Linked DNA regions of Mus musculus: region 1 is linked to region 2. The links are chromatin contacts, called in public Hi-C maps. All regions are on one chromosome and are shown on one strand. The core of a region is the stretch at or near the end of the contact, and the rest is flanking DNA. Distances in the headings are between cores, read along the strand shown.

Region 1 (5,692 bases), core at 2,515-5,014, 53 kb before region 2:
TTCCTTACATTTTATTAATTTGTTTTAAAAAAATTAAACCTTTCTACAAAAATATCTTGTGTTTAGTGTGTACACAGTAACAATAAATGGAAAGAAGTACTGTCATTAAAACATGAATACATAGATAAAAATTTGTTATCCTGGCTGGATTCATATGACAGATGGAAACTAGAATCTTGTCTAATTGGTGGGACTTCATGAATGAAGTCAATTAAGTTTGGAAAAGCTATTTATTATGAGATAAAAATGCAATTAGTGCTGATAAAACACTGCTGGGCTTCTGGTTCTGATGAAGCACATGTGGATTTCTGGGAGCTGGCAACTGGGTGGGGTGGTTTCAACTTTATCTCTTCTTTTCCAATATACGTAAATCTCTTAGTGAGCAATTTCCAGGTTAGAGAACCTTGCCCGAGCTGAGCTGACCCCTATCAGATGCTAACACACCCATGCCAAGCCCAGAGACAGGATAGACTGGGCTGTGTCTAGGAAGAAAGCTGGGTGAGGAATGGAAAGTGGATGGCAGTGTGGATTCATATTCTCTCTCTCTCTCCCTCTCCCTCCCTCTCTCTCTCTCCCCTCTCTCTCCCTCTCTGTCTTTCTCTCTCTCTCCTTCTCTTTTCAAATTCACATCCCCAAGCAAGGATCCTTTTGCTTTCTTGCACCTCTTTTAATAATGATGACACTCACAGGGAGGAAGTAAATTCTTTTCTACAGTTAAAAGTTTACATCAGTCATGGTAGTTAAATATCTGTTATAACTGTCCTTATTTCCCCCCAATAAATAAAGCTACAAGTTTACAAGGGTGAGAAAATTCCTCTCCCACTTGGTTGCTGTGAAATATATTTTTAAAGCGTCAGAGGGGGGAAGCTGGTTTGCAGGCTCACACTCGGGGCGTCTGTGGTTCTGGTACTGCAAATAAAGTCCATTACTAGCAAGATGGCTGCTGAGTGTTCTGAGGGGACCTCTGACTCGCCTAAGAACTAGGTCAGTCACTACTGTGGCAAAGACCATTCCACAGATTAACTGGGGGACAACCATTCTCAAAGACTCTGGTACTAGTCACCTCACTACACAAAGTAACAGCATTTGATAAAGGCCCAGTGAAGAGAATTGAGAAGTCTTTAAAATAGACTCGGCTCCCTTATTTAGCTAGTACAGCAAGTTACGTGAATAGCACAGCTGTTTGAGTTGAAGGCACGCTTGTCTGCTGATTATCCGTATCTGGAGGGACAGTCTGGACTCAAATTTAACCACTACTGGGTTCAGAATTTGTATACGAGCTGGAGGAAGTTCTTGCTGGGCATCTGCGTTTTAGGTGGTATTTGATGCATACTTTGGGGGAAAGCCTTGGAGACAAAACTCTCTGTATATCCCAAAGAGAGGATTTTTCAGTTAAAGGCATCAAACAGGTGGCATTATCACTAGAGAGCCAACCAATTTGGTGTGGTTGACAAGAGGTAATAGGCGCTTTCCAAAATATGTAGTCATCTCACCGAAATTACGCCTGGTTGTAGACTTAACATCTCAATTTGTTCCATTCAATAGCCTTGGTGGTATTCGTTACCTATGAGTTATTTTTGGCCTTGGAAAATCTATTTTCACAAACTACGTGGAAACTTCCCTCTGTTTACAGCATGCTGGTGTCATTAATGATTTATGATCTCGAGTTGTTATTTTTCCTTGTTAAAAAATGAGCCTAAGATGGATTTAATTGGCTCGGGCTGTAATCCCAGCACTTAGGAGGTAGAGGCAGGAGGCTCAGGGGTTCAAGGTCATCCTCAGCTACATAAGAAAGTTGAAGGCCAGCCTGGACGGCTTGAGACACTGTCTCAAGTACAAAACAAAGGGCCAAACTTCATAAATGTAGCGGCTTTTACAAGTATTCTCAGCAACCGCTGAGCTTATGGAATGTGCATCATTCTGGTCAGATCTGGTCAGACTCTCCCAGCTGCTTGGTCTCAGCTTGTTTCTGAGAAACTATGTAACATGCAAATCATGCTAGGAAACATGGTTTCCAGACTGCAGAAGAATCTTGGAGGCCTACTTCTCTTGCTTAGGCATCTTCCTACTCCTCTCTGTCCAGAACCGCTCTGTCCAGGACCGCTGGACTATTGTTGTGTAGGCTCAGGGTGGCCTGAAACTCTGCATTTTGAGCTAGGTGACCTCTGATAGGAGAAGTCCAATGAATGATGCCTGAGACTGTTAAGTGGGTCTCACTCCTGGCTGAGAAGCCAGAGGCACCTGACATGCAGACAAAGGCAGAAGTCCCCTAGGTGACAGCTTGATCACCTCCATGAAGAGTAAAATAAAATGACTTGGCACGTGTTCCTATCTTTTGGCCAGGAATGCTGGTAGAAGGAGGATTTAGAAAGCTTAATATTGAAGGCTCTTGAGAGTTGGGCATGGTACAGCATGCCCAGCATCCCAGCACTTGGAACACTGAGAGAGGGTCATAAATTCCAGGCCAGCCTCAACTACATAGGGAGACAGTGTGTGTATGTATGTGTGTGTGTCTCTGTGTGTGTGTATGTGTGTGTATGTGCTCTTGAACTATCCTGAAACATTGTTGAATAATAAACTTGGCAATACTGGACAGCAAACCTGTTAGTTGTCTAGTCTAAAAAATGTCCATCTCAAGTTTGAGGATGCAGAGGCATTGGTTATCTGACTTAGCAACAAAGGATTATTTAGATAACTTTAAAAACCCTCAAGGGAAACTACGTTTCAAGCTCTGCATTTTATACCTAAATTGTCCAAAGCGTTAGTTACTTACATCTCCATCCTTTTAGAACAGTGGTTCTCAACCTTCCTCATGCTGCGACCCTTTAACATGGTTCCTCATATTGTGGTGACCCCCCCCCCCACCATAAAATTGTTTTCCTACTTTATAACTGTAATTTTGCTACTGATATGAGTTATAACATAAAAATATATGTAGCCATGGTCCTTAACGGGGTCGCGACAGATAGGCTAAGGACTGCTATTTTAAAACATTGTTTTAAAATTCAAACGTAAAGTCTTATTACAGGCTGTTGAGATTCTACAAGGCTGGAACCACTTGGATGGTTTCTCTCGTATCTGGTCAAGTCTCGCATAGTGATACTGAGCCACACGTGTGAGCACTTTAGCACGGAGTGTTCTCATTTGTCTCTACTCAGTCTGTTCCACATACACATAAAGTTGGCCCAGGTATACTCCATACCCTTTCCTCAGCTGCTGTTCAAACTCTAGGTCTCATCACTTCACCACACGTCTGAATGCTCTTCAACACTGAAGGGCAAGAAAGGTCGTGAAACTTACAAATAAACGGGGCAGGGGCTAGCCACATCATTTTTTGACAGTGCTCCTTAAAGCATGGCCTTGGACCAAGAGAAGGTTCATCACTACTTGGGGACTTGTAAGAAATGCAGATTCTCGAGCTTACACCCCAGACTTTAACTAGACTCCCAGGTGATTCTTATTTAAGCTAGGATCTAAGAAATAACTAGATGTAGGAATTGGCCAACTGGACGCCACTCATCCGCGGAAATAAGGGACTCAGCCCTTTGTGCCCGCCTCGCACCCGCTCTACTAGGTAGCAACCGAACCCCCGGGGACATCGGAGCCAGGCGCTTGCCGAGGGCAATTTGGTGATTGGCTTGTGAGGCCACGTGACCAGCGCTGGGCTGTCCACGCGACACGATTGGTTCTCGCGGACGCTGACGGACAGGGCCGGGGCGGGCCAGAGCCCGGTCGGAGGGGCGCCCGCGGGGGCCGGAGGGGCGAAGGCGCGAGTGCGCGTGCGCGAGCGCGAGCGGCGGGGCTTTCTCCGGAGCCGTCGGAGGGAGCCGGAGCGCTTCTCCCGAGGTGAGCGGAGTGGGGCGGTCCCTCTGATGCCGGGTCCCAGGGAGCGGCGGGGGATGGCTCTGGGTTCGCCTGCCCCGGGAGCCCTGCACTAGGGAGGATGCAGCCCAAGCATTCGCTAGTCTCCGAGCCTTGGTTTCCCTTTTCCCACCCTCTGATACATCTCGCCATCCTCCCCGCGGTCACCGCGGCTGTGCCCGAAGAGGCTTGCCCACCTGGTCGCCTCGCCTCGGCCTTTGTTTCCCGCCCCGGAGGGATGCTGCCACCGGTCCCCTCCCCAGGGGAAGGGCTCCTGAGGCGCTGCGAGGGCGCCACGGGCGCTGGACTGGGTCTGGGCAGAAGGTGGCTTCCATGCAGTGGGACCTGTCGCATAGGAGAACGAAAGGGTCGGGGAGAGGGTAGTGTCACTTTGGTTCGAGCCCTTGAGACCCGAACTAATCCGGTGACTGCGAGAGAAGCGGAATTCATAGCGCAGCTGATGATTCTTCTGCCTCGATGCGGGAGCGAGCATCGTGGGGGAACCGAGCCTGTGCTGCCTGGAAAAGGGTGCCCTGGGGAAGGCTACCCTGTCTGTCCGCTGGACCTCGAGCCTGCCCTCACCCCAGACTTCACCGAAATACAATGCTCGGAACCTACGGAGAGAATCCAGAGATGCGTTACAAACCTTAAATATTTTTCCCTTTAAAACAATTAGATAGAGCAGGTCACAAAAACCGGTTTCCAGAGACAGTGTAACTGGTGACTGGGAAATAGTGAGGGAATTTGCCTGCAGTGAACTGCAGACCAGACAGTGCACTGAGAGGCTTCTTCAAGAAGATAGAAGACGCGGGGTGGGGGTGGGTTCTGTGACTTTCTAGGTCTATTCAAGAGGGTACTTAGTTTCAGTCTGTCAGGAGGGCAAGCAACAGAGGGAGAGGGGAGGTAGGGTCTAAGATGCACTTTGTAAATCTTTGCTAAAGTGTATGGGTTTTTTTTATTATTTATTTAAAGACCATTTGACTGCCAAAGAGATGGGGTGTGGGGGGAGGAAATCTCCCTAGAATCCTTTAGAAGAGGGAGGGTGTGTCCAAGAGTTTAAAATGGTGCTTAAAAGGCAGGTTCTTGGGGAGTGTCCCCAAACACAGTAGCAATGACATGCGAGGCGTCTAAAAGACGTGAAACTTGAAAGATCCCATGAGTTTTCCGCGGGTTAACTAATCTGATGCACCTGGCTTTGTAAAAACTGGTTCAGCCAATTGCCAGAGTTTCCGTGTCACCCATTCAGAACTTAAGGTGACTCAGTCTCTGCCCGACTCTCTGGGGACATTCTGATCCTACTGTAAGGCCCCTTCTTCCCTCGTGTGAAGTTGCTTTTTTCTTAGGCATCTAAAACAAGCATACCTTGTGCCAGCAAAATACTCAATTTAATTTATTGAATTACACAATATTCATTTTACTTGCTGAAAATTTCAATTCATTGGGCAAGTTTAAAAAAAGAAAAGCAAACATTTTGTTGTTTTTGTTCTGTTGTTTTGAGAAGGCACCCCTTCCATTTGTTAGACTACAGGAATCAAACTCGGGACTCTCAGCAGCACAGCACGGAGTAAACTTATGGTGGTTTCCTGAGATGAGCGTAGAACGGAATCTGCTGTGAGGCACAGTGGGAACACCACAGCTGACCCCACTAAAGCGCAATAAAGGTTCTTATCTGACAGACGGAAACACAGCAAATTAGTGGGGACAACTTAAATATGGAAGCTGATATGCACTGGGGATGGGAGAGGAATGTTGAGGACGAAGGAGGTGGTGGCATGGTTTGAGAAAAGCACACATTTTCTGCTTTTAGAGAAGAGATGTCATTTTGCATGTA
Region 2 (5,546 bases), core at 735-3,234:
ACATTATCACATGAGTAGCTGTGATCCTTCCTGGCTTACTGAGAAATCAGGTTCTGGTCACCTGGGAAGCTGCCATTTGCATTGATAACACGTGGGGACAGGAAGAAAGGGCGCATGAGGCCAGCACCTGGGTATGATGATCTCAGAAGGCCATACACCAACCATTGTGTAGACAGACGGTACTTGCCCAGTTCTTCAGTTCAGTCCTTGTTTCGAATGGAGGCTTCTTTATGATGTAGAAATATGTAGGTCTGTGTTTCTGTCTCTCTCTGTCTGTCTGTCTATCTGTCTCTGTCTCTCTGTCTCTCTTTCTCTCTGTCTCTCTCTGTGTATCTCTCTTTCTCTCTGTGTCTCTGTCTCTCTGTCTCTCTTTCTCTCAGTGTCTCTTTCTCTCTGTGTCTCTTTCTCTCTGTGTCTTTTGTCTGTGTCTCTTTCTCTCCGTGTCTCTATCTCTCTTTCTCTCAGTGTCTCTGTGTCTCTGTCTCTCTTTCTCTCAGTGTCTCTCTCTTTCTCTCTGTGTCTCTGTCTCTTTCTGTGTCTCTTGTTCTCTTTCTCCCCCTACTCCTGCCTGCACTCACAGACACACATCCCATTCTATGCTGATGGCTGTATTCATACTTCTTGGTACAAATGGGCAGATTTCACTAGGGTGAAGTGAAGGCATACTTACAGATCCACCAGATGGGCAGGAGGCATCTGGTGTCTTGTGTTTGGGACACCCAGATTCTCATTTCCTGCCAGCTGTCAGCAGGGTCATTCTCCTCTCGAAGCTGCCCACATTCCTTGGATTGCTTTCCCTCCTCCATCTGCCCAGCCTGCAGTGGTAGGCTAAGTTCCTGTCATGCTTTTAGTCTCACCCGCTCTCCTCCTGCTGCCGCCTCCTGGATTCCCTCCCTTCATGCATCTGTAATTTTGCTTTTAGGACTCAGATAATGGTGTTGGGACACACACACCCCTGACAATGTTACTGTCTCAAACATCAACTCATTCTTAGCTTTAACTGTCTACAAAGGTCCTTTACAGCTGCATCTGTATTAAGTAGTTGACTTAACAGAACACACAAGTGTGTGTGTGTGTGTGTGTGTGTGTATGTTTTGAATTTTAGCATCATTGGCCAATGAGATGGCTCCGTGGGTAGTACCTGTGGCCAAGGGTGCAACACAAGTTTGATCCCCAAGACCCACATGGTAGAAAGAGAGAACTGAGCCTTGGATGTTGTCCTATGACCTCCATGTACCATAGCATGTGTGAACCCCAACTCAATAAATAAATATTAAAACATTAAGAAGTCTGTTTTTACACAGTTACTCTGTGTTTTACACAGAGTGTTTTAACTGTTTTACACAGTTACCTAAGAAAACAAATGTTTTCTTCTTAGGTAGAAGAAAAAGCTGGGCAGGCAGGCATTTGTTTAAAAAAAAAATCATTTAGACTAGAGCCTTTGGCTTTTAGTACTTAAGAACTTTTGAGAATATTAATCTGTTTTCTCTGCCACGAACTTCAGGTGCTTTGGGTACATGAGAAAGAAGTCAGCCTTCTCTGTGTGTGTTGTTCATGGACAGTGTGGGCGTCAGGGGAGTTCTTTCTCTGGGGAGGAGTTGAAGGTGAAGTTGCTTCTGAAGGCTGGGCATTCCATTAGTCAAATCTTTACTGTCTATTCTCAGTGTTCTGAAGAGTCTGCCCTTCAGGGGTGACTGCCGGCCGGGTAAACCAATGTGGAATTTGCAAAGGACGCATAAGGATACACCCGGTGTAGTCAGAGACCAGACTGAAAAGCTTGGGCTCTCCATCCACACAGCTTCATAAACATTCATGCAGGAGAACAGGTGTTCTTCCTGCGAAGTCGTTTACGGAATCACAACGTACGAAGTACTTCCCTTTACGGGGTTTCGTCTGGTTCTCACAGTGACGTCTTGTGGTCAGGACTAGAGTAGCTGTGGTACAGATGTGAGAGCTAAGACCAAGGCTTGGAGGAAACCAAATTCCAGTGCTGCAGCAGCAGGGACTGAGGCCACTCTCGACAGCTCTCACGCTGGGGAGAGGAGAGGCACACCTACTAAGAAAGCAACATGGCAGAACTACAAGCATCAGTGTGGGCGCTCAGAACCCCACCTCTTGGTGGCCACACCCTTTTCTAGAGTCCTCCCCTGCTGAGTAGCATTGACCTTCTTGGCCAGTAGAGCAGTGCAGAAACCATGCTATATAATTGTAACTGGTTCACAGCAGGCATTACTACTTGTCTTGAAGACACTGACATATCCTCTCAGGGAATTCTTGGAAATTTTTTTCAAAGCAGAGGCCTACCTTTGGACAGCTGCAGCTCTGTACAGCATGGGAGACCCACTGGAGACCCTGAGCTGGAACCACTCATTTCAACCGCCCTCAGCTCCCTCCGCCAGAGCCTCTGGGTCACACAGTCAGGGTTTATTCTTTAAAGTCACAAAACTGTGGCCTGATTTATTTCACACTAAGTCAATGGCTAATGCAGTGTGGACTGTGGGCAGTCTTATTTAAATAGTGTTGAACTGATGGCTAAAATCACAAGCCTGCCTGCCTAGGAGCTGTGTGTTTTATTCTGTAGGTATGAAGAGGCACTGAGAGCTTTACAGCAGTAGAGTGCTTAGAAAAATAGACCCCTGGAGAGGCTCTTGCTTCTGGAGTGTTTACAGGTGTCCCACATTCCATGTGATTTGAATCTGGAGAGCCATCCCTGAGGAATTAAACTCTTCCCTCCCAACCCCCAATACTGAGTATTTCTTTCCTACTTTGCCAGAAAACCTTAATGTATATATTGACTTTTTTTTTTTTTTTGCAGTTCCAGGAATCATATTTTATCTTTCTCTGAGTTGTGTAGAGTGACCTAGTGTCAGCATTCAGACAGGGCCGCCATGAGTGTATAAGATCAGGTGATGTTTCTAGCAGGATGTGATGGTACACAGGGCTCTAATCCTAATCTCAGCACTTGAGAGGTGAAGACAGAGGCATTGCAGGTTGGAGTTTAGCCTGGACCATATAGAGCAATCCTGTGTTTAACTGACAGAATAAACTAAGAACTAATAACTCTCACAGGAGTGCCCAAAAGAGATCCGAGGTTACCACCAGGACAGAGCACCAATGGCGAGTGAGTCTGTGATGGTCAGATTTCAGTCAGGCCCATACATTACAGGGACAGTATGTAGCAGGAGACTCGGATCTGAAGGTCTCTCCACTCCTTATGCAGAGCCCAGCTGTGAAAGGGTGGGGATTATATTGCCAGCGAGACCTCAACGTCACATTGCTTGCCAAAAGAGTGATGGGTCCTGATTTAGTAAGGTGTTTAGGAGAGCTCCTGTGAGCACTTTAGGCTTGGAAGGCTCCTCCAGAACTCTGTCAGCAAACAGCTATAGTTTCTAAGGCTCGGCTGTTTCGCAAGAGTGGATGGGTGGAGGGCATGCTTTCCTTGTTAGTGAAGGGAAATTTGAAGTCTGGGGAAAGTGGCCTAAGGAGGCCATATAGCTTTTATATTCTGCTTGACCCTCCTAAGGGCTGATGATTGACAGGAACTTTGTCTCTGAACACAACCTTGCTATGTCATGGGGGCAGATCACAGACTCTCAAACCTGACTGACTCCACCTGGACCTCACAGACAGAGCAGAACAGAGGAAAGCACGTTGGTTGAGCATCTAGGTAGGAAAGTGCTAGCTCTTACTAGACCAAGAGAGCTGTCTGATCTTGGCAAGTCTTGGAATTTCCCATTGGATTCCTATTAAATGAGGAAGAGTTGGTGGGGCAGGGGTCTTTGAAGATACATTCTTGTTAGGGCTAGACATGTGATATTGTAACATCTTCATCAAAACTGAGGTGGCCTGAATCTCTGGAGTGACAGGCTGACGCCATCTTTAAGGATAGGACAGATGTGAGAGACAAGCATGACCCTTGGAGGCTTTATGCTCTGCTCTTAGGCACAGTAAATATTTGTTTGCTAACTTCTGTCCAGAGTCTCTGTGAAGGCATTTATTTTTGTCATTGTAAGATGTTTTTAATTTCCAAGAAATTGAAGAATTGTAGGGAAATAAAGTTAGAAAGGCTGCCCTCGAGTGGATTCATAGTGCACAAATAATTAAATCTGTGCTGTAGACATTGTTTGGTGGGCCTTATGTTCTTAATAATTGAAATTTTAATAAATTATGATGGATAGTGTTGTTGCACTTGGCAGGAACTGCAACTTCTGCCTAATGATCACAGGAATGCTTTGTTCTGATAGAACTTCAACTTGTGTGTGTGCCTCTGTGTGCACGCATGCACATGCACGTGTGCACAGGAGTGCCTGAATATGCATGCACACACCTACAAATGTGCACATGTAGTCTTTGGCAATTGCAGTTTGTACTTATTATAGGTTTTCTTTTCAGGATTGGTAAGTGGAGACAGGAACTTTATAGACCCCTGACACCCACTAATTAATCATGCCTTCTGTATTTTATCTTCTGCCGTAATTTCTTTCTTTTATTTTTTTAACCATGCTTAACTAGTTTGTCTGGATTGTTTTTCTTCCTGTCTTTTTCTTCCTTCCAATCAGATAGCCATGTAAAGAAGTTCCTGAGAAGGAAGAACCTGAAGAGGCCAAGATATCATAATGGAATATCACACTCTATGGGGCTTAAGAGGTGACTCAGAGACTAAGACCTTCACTGCTCTCACAGAGGGCACAAGTTTGGTTCCTAGCACCCATGTGGGGCCACTCACATCCACTCACATCCACTCACCCGTAACTCCAGCTCCAGGGACTGCACTCTACCGCCCTCTTCTGACCTCCACAGTCACCTGCACTCACAAATCCATGCGTGCTCATAGTTGTTAAAGATATAAAATGAATCTTAAAAAAATAAAAAACAAACAAACAAAAAAAAAAACCCTGTGCCATCTAAGATGATGTAGGGATGAGGTTGGGAAGGGAAGTGGTCACCAGGAATAGTCGCTGTTTGAGAATGTAGCTACAACTTCTGAGACCAAGCAGATACCATGACAACAAGGAAAAAGCCCTACATATTTGAAGGGAAGTGTTTCTCCCCAGTCTGCCCACCATGGGCCTTGTTTCCACCCTCAACTGCGCTGGTTTATTTTCTGAGGATTATAGCCTCTGCTGCTGTCCATCCATCAGTTACACATCCATTGATAGGCGTGCTTGGGATGTTTTCTGGATTGGGAACTGGTCGGTACCCCCAGGGGACTGAAGCAATGCTCAGTTGCTGGATCATCCGCATCTGATGGTGTGACACCAGAGGATGGTGTGAACTGTGGCCCAGCAGGGCCTGAAGGACCCTAGGATTCTTTAATTAAAGGAGACCTTTTCTAAACTCTGTCTGAGTACAGATGTTGGGGTAAGGCTCTGCCTCCTGAGCAGAATTATGACAGCCCAGTTGTCCTCGGAGTTCCTGACTTAGGAAGTGTGCCTCAGAGCCCCCAGAATTTGTCCTACCAAACATTCCTGGGTGAGACCAATGCCTCAGGTCTAGGAAACATATTTTTGATAAACTCTTGTTAAGGTATCTCACAGGGTGGAAGG

Evidence for each region. Hi-C and Micro-C count contacts between places; a contact is called where the count stands out from the background.
Region 1: a contact with region 2 is called in a Hi-C map of pre-B cells, with 2.0 times the contacts expected there. The contact joins the promoter of Tmem108 here to the enhancer-like site in region 2. A contact is called at or near these places in 1 of 39 promoter capture datasets (macrophages), 2 of 15 datasets of contacts at CTCF or cohesin (large pre-B cells and pro-B cells), 34 of 484 Hi-C or Micro-C datasets (B cells, DN3 thymocytes, the HL-1 cell line and 17 more), 6 of 115 datasets of contacts at active chromatin or transcription factors (the SCID.adh cell line, embryonic stem cells and large pre-B cells) and 3 of 9 other capture datasets (adipose tissue, embryonic stem cells and liver).

The regions. Positions count from the first base shown.
Region 1 is chr9:103,759,909-103,765,600 of GRCm38.p6, reverse strand. It overlaps Tmem108 (transmembrane protein 108), which reads left to right and starts at 3,764. Exons shown (of 6, transcript NM_178638.4): 1 at 3,764-3,846.
Region 2 is chr9:103,705,134-103,710,679 of GRCm38.p6, reverse strand. The region is part of intron 2 of Tmem108 (transmembrane protein 108); the gene reads left to right. Among named protein-coding and RNA genes, the nearest start is that of Gm46129, 13 kb to the left of the region's middle. Within about 2 kb of position 1,984, at least 55 of the 459 cell types and tissues checked have an H3K27ac peak or open chromatin away from gene starts, as enhancers often do. A contact at or near this core is called in B cells, DN3 thymocytes, the SCID.adh cell line and 5 more, where this site is marked.